2 separate regions of the Ovis aries genome follow, and region 2 is linked to region 1. Evidence: chromatin contacts called from public Hi-C data. All regions are on one chromosome and are shown on one strand. The core of a region is the stretch at or near the end of the contact, and the rest is flanking DNA. Distances in the headings are between cores, read along the strand shown.

What was found. Hi-C and Micro-C count contacts between places; a contact is called where the count stands out from the background.
Region 2: a Hi-C map of muscle shows a contact between it and region 1, with 3 times the contacts expected there. The contact joins the promoter of TRAPPC8 here to the promoter of RNF138 in region 1. A contact is called at or near these places in 3 of 16 Hi-C or Micro-C datasets (blood, muscle and omental adipose tissue).

The regions. Positions count from the first base shown.
Region 1 is chr23:25,450,833-25,458,175 of ARS-UI_Ramb_v3.0, reverse strand. It overlaps RNF138 (ring finger protein 138), which reads left to right and starts at 4,475. Exons shown (of 7, transcript XM_027960746.2): 1 at 4,475-4,686. The coding sequence starts at 4,577.
Region 2 is chr23:25,588,571-25,595,278 of ARS-UI_Ramb_v3.0, reverse strand. TRAPPC8 (trafficking protein particle complex subunit 8) reads right to left here and starts at 2,791. Exons shown (of 29, transcript XM_012103424.4): 1 at 2,279-2,791. The coding sequence starts at 2,435. It overlaps RNF125 (ring finger protein 125), which reads left to right and starts at 2,949. Exons shown (of 7, transcript XM_060405383.1): 1 at 2,949-3,942. The coding sequence starts at 3,940.

The sequences.
Region 1 (7,343 bases), core at 3,226-5,725:
ACTGTAGCCCAGCAGGCTCCTCTGTCCATGGCAAGAATACTGGAGTGGGTTTCCATTTCCTCTTCCAGGGGAATCTTTGGACCTAGGGATCCAACCTGTGTCTACTGCATTGGCAGGTGGATTCTTTACCACGGAGCCACCTGGGAAGTCCACGGTAGTGCATTTAAGTCAAATCTAATCTCCCAATTCATCCCACCCTCCCCCTACCTCCCCTGCCATGTCCACACGTTGGTTCTCTGCGTCTGCATCTCGATTCCTGCCCTGGAACGATGTTCAACATTACCATTTTTCTAGATTTCACATACATGAATTAATATACGAAATTTGCTTTTCTTTTTCTGACTTACTTCACTCTGTGTGACAGACTCTAGGTCCATCCACATCTCTACAAATGACCCAATTTTCGTTCCTTGTTTATGGCTGAGTTAATAGTCAATTGTATATCTCAAGGCTTTCTGAGAAGCTGTTCCCAAGTTATAATTCTCAAATTTAGCTTGAATAAAAGTTTCCATTTTGTTCTTAGATTGATTGATTTTCATTGACAGAATTATAGTTGGAAAAGAGAGAAGAAAGATGTGTTGGATAAGTTGAGAGGAGAGCTGAGGGTTGGGGAGCTGAAAGCACATGGCCTCATAAGCTGGGCAGAACCAACCTATGGGTCAGCACTTCAGGCAAATCCAATGACATACAATGAGTCCTCCTCCCAGAGACAGAGGGGAGGGACCCCGGAGATACACTGGAGTATAGTTGTCTTGAGAACATGAGGGACCTGCTGCATTGAGGATCAAGAAACCAGAAGATGACAGTGGCAGAGATCTAGAAGGTTCTACAGTATTGGTGAGATGGAATCAAAAAGGGCACAGGGCAGGGCCATGACCCAGCTAGGACAGGCCAGAGTAGCCCTCACCAGCACATTACCAGCAACAGAATGCCCAAGACCCGCATCTCAGAGAATAGTCAAAATTATCCTCTCTGTAGAAAAGTCCAGCGAGAATTTAAGGAGACTTTGTAGACCTTAGGACCAGGATTCCAGAGTAGTGTCTCAAGTTCATGTCAACTACCCTTTGTCTTTTTTTTTATCCTCCCACTTGTCATTTTGAGGATAGCCGACTGAGCGAGATGGACTATTAAGAGACTGAGTGTTTTAACCTAAACTTAGAGGAAATGTTTAAATTATTTCAACAGACTAAGTTTATAAATTGGTCTAACATTTAGAGTTTTTCCCCTACTGTTCCCCAAACCTGAAGACATTTTACTTACACACCTGAATGGATCTTGAGTAAATCTGTGAAAATGCCATAAAAATATCAAGTAGCTTTTCATATAAAAAGCTGCCAAGACAGAAGGTTATGTCTTTTGGCATTTATGGTTTATTTTTCTAAGCTTAATTCTCAAAAGATGACTACGTTTTCCTTATACCCACACTTTTGATGGATTTCCACATGTGGCCAACTATATACATATATGTAAGCCAAAATGACTTACCTGAGTCATAGAGTATATGAAAAGTAATACAAACGTGTTTGGATTAGTGCATTGAGGAAGGGTGCCATTACTGAGAAAGAATGAAATAAAAGTCACAAAATTAATTCTAATTAACAATTCTCAATGAGTAAAGGGAAACATTCTACTAAGTAGAAAATGCATTTTACTTCCTAAAAGTGGTCAAAATAAGTAAAATATGATTGGGAATATAGTATCAAAAATGTGAAATTTGGAACCAAGAACCATATTATGAAAGAATTTAAAAAGCACTTAGGGACTATTGCTATTAGGTATCTCTCCCATCAGGTGCTTTTCTTCCTCTGAAGAAATAAATCTGAAGCTAAAATTAGCCTGTCTTCTTCCACTTCTACTGTTTTTGCTATTTATGAAAGGAAGAAAATAATGCCAAACACTGTAGATTGGTGGTGGAGGGAATTCGCTGTTTACTGGACAAATAACTCAGTATTATTCTAGGAATTGTTGTTTAAAGATGTACATTAAGACCCATTTCAAGTCTGTACAAATCCAATCATTCATCTTCTGCATCATAGTCACTGTTAATGAAAAATTTAATATTGATACTTTGGAAAATATCATTTTTTTGTTCTATCATTTTGATAGACAACCAAGAGTATAAACAAATTGAGAGCAAAGTTCATGATACCTCTAACTTCCCCAGTGGTCCAGTGGCTAAGACTGGACCACCTGGACTCATTGCAAGGAGGTGAAGTTTGATCCCTGATCAGTGGATTACCATGCCTTCCTCTAGGGGATCTTCCTGACCCAGGGATCCAACGCATGTCTTTTATGTCTCCTGCACTGGGAGGCAAGTTCTTTACCACTAGCATCACCTGGGAAGCTCCAGGGAACTAGATCCCCCATGCCCAGATGATACCACTCTTATGGCAGGAAGTGAAGAAGAACTAAAGAACCTCTTGATAACCATGCTGACAAAGGTCCATATAGTCATGGCTATGGTCTTCCAGCAGTCATTTACGGTTTTGAGAGCTAGTCTGTAAAGAAGGCAGAGTGCTGAGAATTGTTGGTTTTAAACTGTGGTGCTGGAGAAGACTCTTGAGAGTTCCTTGGACAGCAAGGAGATCAAACCAGTCAACCCTGAATATTCATTGGAAGGACTCATGCTGAAACTGAAGCTCCAGTACTTTGGTCATCTGACGCAAACACCGGACTCATTGGAAAAGACACTGATGCTGGAAAAGACTGAAGGCAGGAGACAAGGGTGTCAGAGGATGAGATTTCTGGATGGTGTCATGAATGCAGCGGACATGAACTTGGGCAAATTCCGGGAGATGGTGAGGCACAGGGAGGCCTGGCTTGCTCGGTGCAGTCCATGGGGCTGTGAAGAGTTGGATACAACTGGGCAACTGAACAACATGCCCAGATGAAGATCCAAAACCTCAAGTGCCACAACTAAGACCCAGGACAAATGAATATTTTTAAAAAGTTGATGACACCTGCATGACGTTTATCACAGTGCCAAGAACAATGTAGACAATAAATGACAGAATTGAATTAAGTCCGGCTCCTAGTTGATTCATCCATAGTGGAACGCTTTAACAAAGCATGGTAATGAAACTTTTTCCTCAAGTGAATTGAGGATGCTTTATGATGTTCTATATTTCTTTAGCTCTGTTCACATAATTGTGACCTCATCTTATTCACTTATCAATTGTGTGGCTATATCTTGGAATTAAGGACTCATTAAAAAAACATTTAGTTGATTACGGTAAAATGCCTAGATCCATGCTTCTACCTCATTTTTCTTCGAAGCTATCAAACAACAGAACAATGGTGTTGGTGGAAAACTGTATTTGTGACTGTAACTCACTGTGTTAAGGTCTGAAGATGAGGTCTAAAGCCTCTTAAGGAGGCTTATCTATAATTTTTTTTCACCAAAGGATTAAAATCTCATAACGGATTATTACAGAACACACCTTGGCAAGATCAAAACATTCTGACAAGGACCAAATCTTTAACACTATTAGGCAAGGCAATTTTTTTTTTAATGGAAAAATTCCTGAAAACACCAGTATATTTGATAGGAGTTCTGAGAGATGGGATCCTTGCTGGAGGGAGGCTGAGGGGTACAGGTGAGCACCCAGCTGGTGATGTCACAACCTGCTGTGGGCTACAAGCGCCCGTTGCTATGGAGGCAGCGTTACCGCCTCTCCTCCATCCCAGGCTCGCCGCTCGCTCGGGCAGAGCGATGACCCGGGAGAGCAGCTGGAGAGGGCGGCGGTATCCCGGTGCACCATGAGCCTCAGGATCGGCCCCGTTTCGGGTCGATGTGCACCACGTATTCCGCCCGTCTCTCCCCTCCCGGCCTTGGCTGCGAAGGCGGCAAAGGCTGGACAAGAAGCCCAACTACGGCGCCGGGATTCTCTACGAACTTTAGCCGAGGAAGCGTGTTCACCAGCCTCGGGGCTCTGGGGCTCCTAAGTGAGAGTCTACGCAAGCTGAGTGCGGGGGGCGGGGCGTGAGGCGGGTACAGGGCGGGGTCGGGCGGGGTGGGGCGCGGAGCCGAGGTACTGGGTAGGTTGCCGCCCGGAGACCGACTGCCTAGCGGGTGGGAGAGGGGTTTCGGGGAGCGAGTGGGAGAAAGGAGCCTAAAAGCCGGGGAAAAGCGAGGCTAGAAGGGCAGCAGAGGGCTGAGGGCGGGGTCGCGGAGCCCTGCGGAGCCAGGTAAGGGTGTGGCCCTGGGCGGGGGAAGGGCTAGGAACGCCCTTCCCAGGTGAGAGGGGAGGCGCCTGGCTCGAGCGGAAGCGACCGTGAAGCCAATCGTCGGGCTCTCGGCCACCGCCTCCCGCTAGGCGCCGCCTTCCCGTCCTGCCCCTGTGGGAGCAGCGCCCCAGGGCACGACCCTCGCCCGGCGCGTGCTGCCGTAGCGTCTCCGCGCTCGGCCCCGCCCCTCCCGGGCCCCGCCCCCCAGGGCCCCTCCTGCTTCCTGGCGCGAGCGGCTTCCTGACGCGATTCCCCGCCCCCTTCGGGTTCGCGCAGGGAGTAGGGCCCCTGGCCGCCACCGCCACCTCGGCCGCTGCCGCCGCCATCGCCTTCATCCTTCGTGCCCACCATGGCCGAGGAGCTCTCAGCGGCCACGTCGTACACCGAAGATGATTTCTACTGCCCCGTCTGTCAGGAGGTGCTCAAGACGCCCGTGCGGACTGCGGCCTGTCAGCACGTGTGAGTAGACGCCCCCTCCCCCGCGCGGAGCCGGGTGGTGGTTTAGGCCCCGCACCCCGCCCTGGGCCCTGGGACGCGGCCTGGTGGGAGCCGAGCCCGCCGCGGCCTCCCCTCTCCTCAGCTCGGCGCTGAGGGCCCATTCCCGGTCAGTCGGAGGCCGGGCCGCCCTGCCGCCGAACTCGCGGCCCGCTCACTGCGCCCGGCCCCCCCTCGTCGTCGCGCCCCCGGGGCAGTGCCCAGGCCAGTCCCCATGGCGTCCTCTCTCCTCGGGGCCGCTGCTCTCTGCTGAGGGTCCGGGAGGAGCTGCAGAGAACATGGAGCCTTTTTTGTTTCCTAGCAACCCGAGTGAAGGCTGGGGTGTCGAGTGTCAAAACCGGCCTGAGGTGCCCGCTCGCCGCGCTCCGCGACCCCACCCCCCACCCCGGCTCTCAGGTCTCCCTTTTCCTTTCAGGACCTTGGCCGCCCATCGTTTCCAGATTTAGAGCTCTTGTCTAACTTAACCTTTCAGTCCCGCTTCACAGACCACCCTTGAGAGTGTTTTAATCGGTTCAAAATTCAATGCAGATTGGAATGCTCTAGGATGGATTGGCTTCCCTCATGTGTTAGAACTGACAGGATTTCCGGGTATTGAAGTGATAGTTTCCCTTTGTTTTACCATTCTGCTCATTACTTGATTGCTACAACGATGGAAGTGAGAAAGATGGCTCTTGTGAGGAATGAACTGAAATGAAGGCTGTAACCGTAGGGAGGGCGAGGGGTTGGTTGAGGTGGCTTGGTGCTGTTCGATTTGGCATATTTAAAGGAAGCACTTCGATAATTAATAGAGGCTACTAGGGTGTTAATAAGAATTAGAAGGAGCTCTTCTTGTAAAGGTATATAGCACTTCTGACAAACCTGACTGCCTATCGGGGTCTCTGGGGGAACATTTTAAATAAACACATCAATTCCTAGGCTCCATTCCAAACTTACAAAAGAATTTCTGGCAGGTGAGGCTTGGAAATCTCGTTTTGAAAAAAATACACCCAGTCTTGAAAGTTCTGTGTGCTTGCAAATTGCTGAAAGGAATCGAACCATTTTCTGAATCGATTTTTCTTTCCGTTGGGTTCTATAATTTTGTGAATAATTGGTTGTTGAATTTGAGGTTAGTCTTAAATTTCCTTACAGCTGTTTCTTGGTACCCACTCTTCGCACTCCGATTCCAAATCTGTTGTCTTCCTTACTCCTCTTCTGTAGTGCTTGTATGAGCCCAAGAATATGTGACTTTTCTTAATAGAAGTTACACCAGTTACAGTTTTTCCGCTTATAGGAGATGAATGACAGTCTTTATTCCTTTATTATTTGGTGCAACAAATGCAGGTAGTTAAAAGAATATCTTGAGATGTTTAGGGCACAGTGTATGCCTTTTGGCTTTTAATCTACAAGTGTTTATTTTAACTTGGTTCCTTGCATGCGCTTGGGCTGGCAGTGGATAGAAGAAAAGGAGGGAAGGAAGGCAAAGTAAGGAAGTATAGGTCTTTTTTGGACAGAATCATTTCTAGTACTCATTGGGTCATTGACCTCCTGGAGCTCATGGTAATCTCTAATTCCCCTCAAAATTCCATGCAGTTTGCTCTGGTTCACTTCCCTTGTGAGACATTTTGTTAAATCAGACTGTAGTTTGGCTTGACCTCAAGGCTCTGGAAATGAGTGTGGAGATGATTTGTTGAGGGTTTTTCTCAAATCATCTTCTTTGGGCTGGGATGTGGAAATAAAATAGGGACTAGATTTTGGTAAGAGAAATGGACACGTTCTACTCACCCTCCATCCCCTCCTTTACCCACACCGTCCTCCGTCAAACACATACACAGTTGCTCTAAGGTTCTGACTAAACAATAAATTAAGGTGGAAGGAGAAAACATTTTCTTTGGAAAGGGTGATGATGGTAGAGCAGGGTATTATTAGAAGGAGTTTAGTGGGGAAATAAAATCATATTGTAAAAACCTAGTTTAGAATGTCATTTGTTCTTCCCCTTTCACAGAGAGCAAACCTGGGCCTCAAACAAATTTATATTTAGCTACAAAAGAAATTTTTTGTCCATGAGTAGTGAGAGATACAGGGAAGGCAACAGCACCCCACTCCAGTACTCTTGCCTGGAAAATCCCATGGATGGAGGAGCCTGGTAGGCTGCAGTCCATGGGGTCGCTAGGAGTTGGACACGTCTGAGCGACTTCACTTTTGCTTTTCACTTTCATGCACTGGTTAAGGAAATGGCAACCCACTCCAGTGTTCTTGCCTGGAGAATCCCAGGGACGGGGGAGCCTGGTGGGTTGCCGTCTCTGTCTGGGGTCGCACAGAGTTGGACACAACTGAGGTGACTTAGCAGTAGCAGTGAGAGATGAGGTGATGAGAGCTTTGGGCCCCTATGCCGTTTCAACGGCAGTGAAGGATTTGCCCATTCTGGTAAAAGGAGCAGATTCATTATCACTGGAATAACCTTACCAAAAAAATACATTCCCATTTAATCCTCATTCATTCCCTGGTGGCTCAGATGGTAAAGAATCCGCCTGAAATGCAGGAGATCGGGGTTCCATCCCTGGGTTGGGAAGATTCCCTGGAGAAGGGAATGGCTACCCACTCCAGTATTCTTGCCTGGTGAATTCCATGAACAGAGGAGCCTG
Region 2 (6,708 bases), core at 1,542-4,041, 140 kb before region 1:
TTTGAAAAATAATGACATCTTTTATCTTTACACAACACATAAAACTTTACTGTATTAAAAAAGAAAACCTCAGTTGCTTACAAACCACACAACTTCCCCCAAACTCCATGCCCTTGCTCAAGAAATCTTTTGACTATCACATATCCACAAGATAGAAAAGCAAAAATTCCTTTCCCAGAGTTCAAGATCCTTCCTTATCTAGGCCTTTTTCCTTACTATCCTGTACTGAAAAGGGAGTTTTCCCACTGTTCCCTGACCACTCAATTATCATTTCTACCTTAGTCCATACCATTCTAACCTCATCTCTGTTCTCAAAAGCGAATGCTCATCCTCTTCCATTCCACCAACATCTACCTATTCAAGTCTATCTCATTATACTCCATCCCTAAATCTTTTGCAGTCTACACGAGGAAAAAAGTAAAGATTTCAGCCTCTATTCACTGCACTGTCCAATACAGGAGGCACCAGGCACAAGTGTCTACGGAGCACTTCAAATACATCTAGTCCAAACTTAGGTGTTGATATGTGTAAGATGCACACCAACTTTCAAAGACTTAGCCATAAAAAAAGAATGCAAATTATCTCATTAAGTTTTTTTATACTTATTACCTGCTGAAATGACAAGTTTGGAAATACTGGATTAAATAAATTATTTAATCTCCTTCACCAATTTCTTTTTATCTTTTTACAATGTGACTACAAAGTAACTTCAAGTTATGCATGTGAGTCACATTGTTACTACTGGATGGCACCACTCCTGCCTGTGAACAAGTGATTTTTAATATTATCAGGAGATAAGATGATCTGACTAAGAACACCTTGTCTTGAATCACACTGCCTGTTTTTAAATCTTTCCCACCTGTCTAGGACTGACCAAGTTAGTATCTCCATGCCTGGATGTCCTCAAATTTAAAATGGTGTTAACTACCTTTCTCATAGGACTCAAGACAGACTAAAAGAGAAACGCTAAGTATATACATCAGTTAGCGTTACTATTCTTTATTAACAGAGAAGGAAAAGAGCACTCCAATCACAGGCAAACTTGCTCCTCTGTTTTGTTTTTTAATATTTAAGAATGTAGAGCACTTTGTCGTTTTTGTTGAGTTAGTAAAAAATACTGCAGGAGATGAGATGGATGGCTAAGGTACAGGCTGAAGGAAATTCAAGAGTTCTCAACCTGTTTATTTTGGATAGCTCCTTGTCTCCTTTAAATACAAAAGTGAACTTATAATGGAGGTATTCTCCCAAAGAATACACACGTGTGGCCTGTAAATACATATAACTTATGGCACAGCATTTGTGTGTGTGAAGAAGTCATCATAACCAAATAAACATCATGGTCGTTGTCTTGACAACCTTTATTATAGAACCTTTTTAAAGTCTATAACAAAAAAATCTTACCCATATTTTTCAATGTTCTGTTTGCAAAGTACAGGTAAAGATATTGATTAAACACACTAGACTATTATTACGCTTACTTTTCCCTAATAAAGAATCTAAAGCTGGAGAAAACAGGCAACTCTTCAATAAAAGCTATTTCTTCTGTTGATTAAATTTTTATCTGAAAAAAAAAAAAAAACCACCCACAAACTTCAGGACTTTTCCAACCCTACAAATCTAGATAACTGCCATTAACTCGATTAAATTATTATAACTACAACTTGTCCTTATTTCCTCATCCATCAGACCAAATAAAAGGCTGTTCCAAGTTTCACTACTTTTATAATATCTTTTATTTGCTTGAGAGGTAAAGTAAAATTCTGGATACCTAGAGAAATATTTTCAAAAGAAAAAAGTAAAGTAAACGTTAAGTCTTGAAAGGGATACGCCTCACTGCTAAAGAATATAATACTTAAGGCAACTTTGAAAACCCAGTTTAACTCCCAGCGGAAGACGATTCGTCTTCTTTACTAAGACCTCATTGGTCTAACAGCGAGCATCTTCTTAGCCTGACCTCCTTGCAACTTCCTAATTCCCTCCCTACGGCCCTTGAGAACAGGCTCAATGCCCTTCTCTGCGGCTCACATTTAATTACCCAGCAGTCTGGTTTGTCCGGGAAGTGCCCGAAAAACTGGACGTCAGAACCACGCTGCTGTCTTGACCATCTCTTTTACGGAACCTCCTCCTGCGGCCACTAAAGACACCGCGGGGCCCCAGCCCGACGCCACTATCCCGGCTCCAAGATGTAAACACCGCCCTTCTCTTCCCCGCCCGCCCCCAACTTCCCTCTCCCGGCCCCGGCTTTGCAGGAGCTCAGTGCAAAGGGGAGAGCACATACCCTCGGAAGTGAGGCGAGAAAAGGGCTTAAGCAACTCCGCGAAGCTAAGGTGATTGAGACGAGTAAGCCGCTCGGCTTCGTCGCTACACAGCGCGGCCACACAGGGGACGAAGGAGTCCGGGATGAGCTCCTGCACTGATTGTACACACTGGGCCATCACCGCGGCAGAGGCAGCGGCGGCGTCCGCCCTCCGGCCCACTCTCGGAGGCTGATCCTGCGGCTGCAGCAGCTACCGCCGCCGCCCGCCGGCCTGGCCCGGCCGGGCGGGGCCGGGCGCTGAAGCCTTGAGACCAATAGAACGAACAGACGCTGCCGCCTTGGCTCCCGGAGCACCCGCCACCGACCCCTCCCAGTCACCGCCGCTCCTCAACGCTCGCCCCGGCGTCCTCGCATTCCACCCTGATAGGTGGAGACGCCGGCAGTCGCCAGTTAGTCCTCTCGACGGCAAAGCCTTGGTCACTGCCGGACTGGAACCGCCATATTGAGGCCGAACCCTGACCCACCGGCGTACTTATCCCGGCAGCCCCCGCGTTCGCCCCTCACGTGACAGTGTTAAAGTCGATAGGGGCGGGAGAAGAGAGCCTGGAAGAGGGAAGGAGGCTAGTCGGCTGGCTGATGCCGGAAGTGTGATAGGCGGACCTCCTGTTGGGCGGGTCTGGGGCGGGGCTACGAGCGTGGTGGGCGGAGCCAGGCCGGTAGGCACGCGATGTTCGGCCTGGTTCTCTCAGCGCGTAAAAGACCAGAGAGGTGTGATGAGGGAGTAGATAGGATGACGCTCGTGGTCGGTGCTGTCACAGTGGGGAGGTGCCCATTCGCCTTCCACGCCGACTTGGTCCTCCCTGGAAACGGTGGACAAACCTTGTGTGGCTGTTCTCACAGCTTCCGGCCAGCTCGCCCCGCCCTTCCCACGCTTCTGGTGGAATGACTAGGGGCAGGTCTCCGTAGAGAGCTAGCTGCCTGCCGGATTCTTGGAGGTTTGTCTGGAGCCGGTTTAAACCGCCCACGTACCGTTTGAACACAACCATGCTTTTAGAAAGGGCTGCTACGAAGGTGGACTCAACCAGCGGGCATAAATTTGTGCCGTTGTGGCACGTAAATATGTGGCAGTTAACCAGTGTAAGAGAAACTCCTGCATTTTCGTTGGTCTCAGGGAAAGCCTTGGCCCCCGACCTTTTCATCATCCTCGGGCGCTTCCTTTTCACACTCTGCTGGAAAAATTACTTCCTAGGAATGAAGGTGTGGGAAGCCAGTAATCATGTACCGAATGAAGACCTGAATTGGCTTCTTCTCTTCCTAGCTTTCATTTCTATAGATTTTTCTTCTAAACGTGTAGAAGTGAATGAAAGGAATTTTACTAAAATATTCAACTGATTGGACTTATTCTGAATTGTATGTCAAAAATACAAGACAGAAAACTGCAACTCCGTATCATGGCTTTATGGTCCATGGTTTAAAGGAGGCTTCTCCAAGCAAGGGGGCTTCCCTGATGGCTTAGTGGGTAAAGGAATCCACCTGCAATGCAGGAGACACAGGAGATGGCTTGGACAGAGGATACAGTCCATGGGGTCGCAAAGAGTCAGACATGACCGAGCGACTAAGCATATTCCCCAAACAAGAGTATCTCAAACTGTCGGATTGTTTGGCACCCTGAAGTTTCCACCATGGTAAGAATTCATGACAGGTAAGTATGCCTTTCTCCTATAAATTGAAAAATGGGAAGTAGGAAAGGGCAATAGGAACTTAATGACATGGCAACTTAGCCACAGATCAGTCTAGAAACTATAACACATGCAAGTTGGGGATCTGGAAATTCATTTCCTTAGAACCATCTGTGCCTGAGAACCTCTTGGAAAGTCTTTTATCCCTTGGAGTATACTCCCTTTTGAATACCTTTGATATGTCCCTTACGCTTTATAATGTGAGAATCTTATGTAACTGCGGGTGACTCAAGTTATACATTTTTTGTAACAGGGCACCTCAGTGCAAGCATGCTACTTTAGTTCTCAACTCAGAAGTTAAAAAGGCAACTTGTTTTTTACATTGGAGGTAAACTAACTGTATTAGTCTCAGGGAGAAGGACTCTCAAGTGTAATTTACTCTAAATGGATATTTGGAGATAGACTTCACATATCATAAAATTCACTCCTATAAAGTGTACAGTTCAGTGGTTTTTACTGTATTCAGAAAGTTGCACAATCATTACTGGTAATCCTGGAACACTTTCATCACCCCCCAAAGAAGCTTATTGCCCACTATCAGTCACTCTGCACCCCAACACCCCTCTAAAGTGAAGTCGCTCAGTCGTGTGCAACTCTTTGCAACCCTGTGGACTGTAGCCCGCCAGGCACTTCCAGCCATGGGATTTTTCCAGGCAAGCATACTGGAGTGTGTTGCCATTTCCTTCTACAGGAGATCTTCCCAACCCAGGAATTGAACCTGGTTGAATTCCAGAGATGGGGGAGCCTGGTGGGCTGCCATCTATGGGGTCGCACAGAGTCGGACATGACTGAAGCAACTTAGCAGCAGCAGCAGCTCCCACATTGCAGGCTGACTGCTTACCGTCTGAGCTACCAGAGAAGTCCCTAGAGCACCCCTCTAGCCCCTGGAAATCTCTCGTCTATTTTATGTCTCTATGGATTTACCTATTCTGAACATTTCACATAAATTGAATCATACAATACATGGCCTTCGGTGTCTGACTTCTTTCACTTGGAGTAATGTTCAAGGCTCATCCATATTGTAGCATGAATCAGTATGTCATTCCTCTTTATATCTAAGCATAAATGGATTGTTAGCTTATGCATTGAATTTACTATCTAACACCACATGCACAGTTTCCAGTGAGTGACTGCACTGTTAGTATCTATTTCCTAGTCTATCCTAAACTACCTCACATGTTCATCTTCTAAGGTATTTTCTTTCCGTATAGATTAAAGCTGAGTCACTGCCATATTTGCATTTCAGCCTACAGGAATGGGGAAAAGAGAATGGAAAAGTAAATGACTAATGATTTCAGATCAAATTTAAAAATGGCATCCAGCAATTTCACTCTTATATCACTGGCTCTAGTGTCTCCAAAGGAGACTAGAAAGTGTAGGCCTGAGAGTTCTGTTGCTAAATGAAGAGAATGAAAGTGGGATGACAGGGCAAGTTTCTCCTCCCCACTTGATTAGGAATGAGGTACCCCGCAAGATGTATTTGCCTGAATTCTAAGATATGACACTTCTCTGATTTCTCTGACTCCCCTGGACATTGACCCTTTTTACATCACTTGTCCTCTGAACCATTTACTTTCTGCAGAACCCTCAAGGCCAGGAGGATAAGATCTATCACTAAAAGAGAGGAAGCTTGCTGGGCCAAATGATTATAACACAAACAACTAAGGATCTCTTTTCCAAGTACTGAAGATGAGACCCAACTTCTTAGACTCCCAAAATCAAAGAATCCCATAAAACATATGCTATGCCAGTAGGCATATATTTTGAAATACTGTGTTATCAAATGCCCATGAATTCTTTTGTATGTAAAATAGTGGCCAGTCTCTTCTGATATCTGCTGTGATCAAAAACGTCCATGGACACTGAAATCAGAGAGGCCTGGACTCAAACGTATCTCCACCACTTGTGCATAAAAGTCGTATCACCATTGTCCATCACCATACATCAAGCAAGCATGACGCTTTATGTATACTGACTACTACTTCTGCTTCTTACACAAACCTGAGAAGCACATGTGTAGCCAGTTACCAGATATGGCACCTGAAGCACAGAGAAGTTAATTAGCTTGTCCCAGGATAACACTGGTGCAGAACCAGCTCGGTTCTTAACCGTAGAGACTTGATCACTAGGATAAATTGCTTTTCCACGTGTTTCCTTACTTTGAGAGCACCTACAGAAATTCTAACTTGCAATAGCTTGCAATACAGTTTTAGCAATAAATCTGTGGCTTAACAAGTTATGCATCTTTTGAGCCTCACATTCTTCACCTGTGAGCTTATGAAGTTGGAACTAGATGCTTTCTTGTATTCATTCCAATGTGAAGATCTTTTCACTGTTATTAAATTTCACTGTGTTAACAGTAGATGGTGCTATTGAGTATTGGCTTCAAAAGCCAATTAAAAAACTGGTTCTAATTAGCCACTAAAACAACAATTCCTGAGTACAATACAGGATCTTACATGGGAGATAATTGGAGGTCCAGGGATGCTGAGAAAAGTGGTGCTTTAAAAGTTTCCTAGGCTTATGTAGAGTCTAAAAAAAATGAATGTATATACAAAACAAAAACAGACAGACATAGAAACCAAACTTATGGCTATGAGAGTGGGGAGAAGGAGGGACATATTAGGAGTACAGCACTAACAGATACCAACTATGTAAAACAAATAAGCAACAAGGATTTACTATATACATAAGTTATACCCAATATCTTGT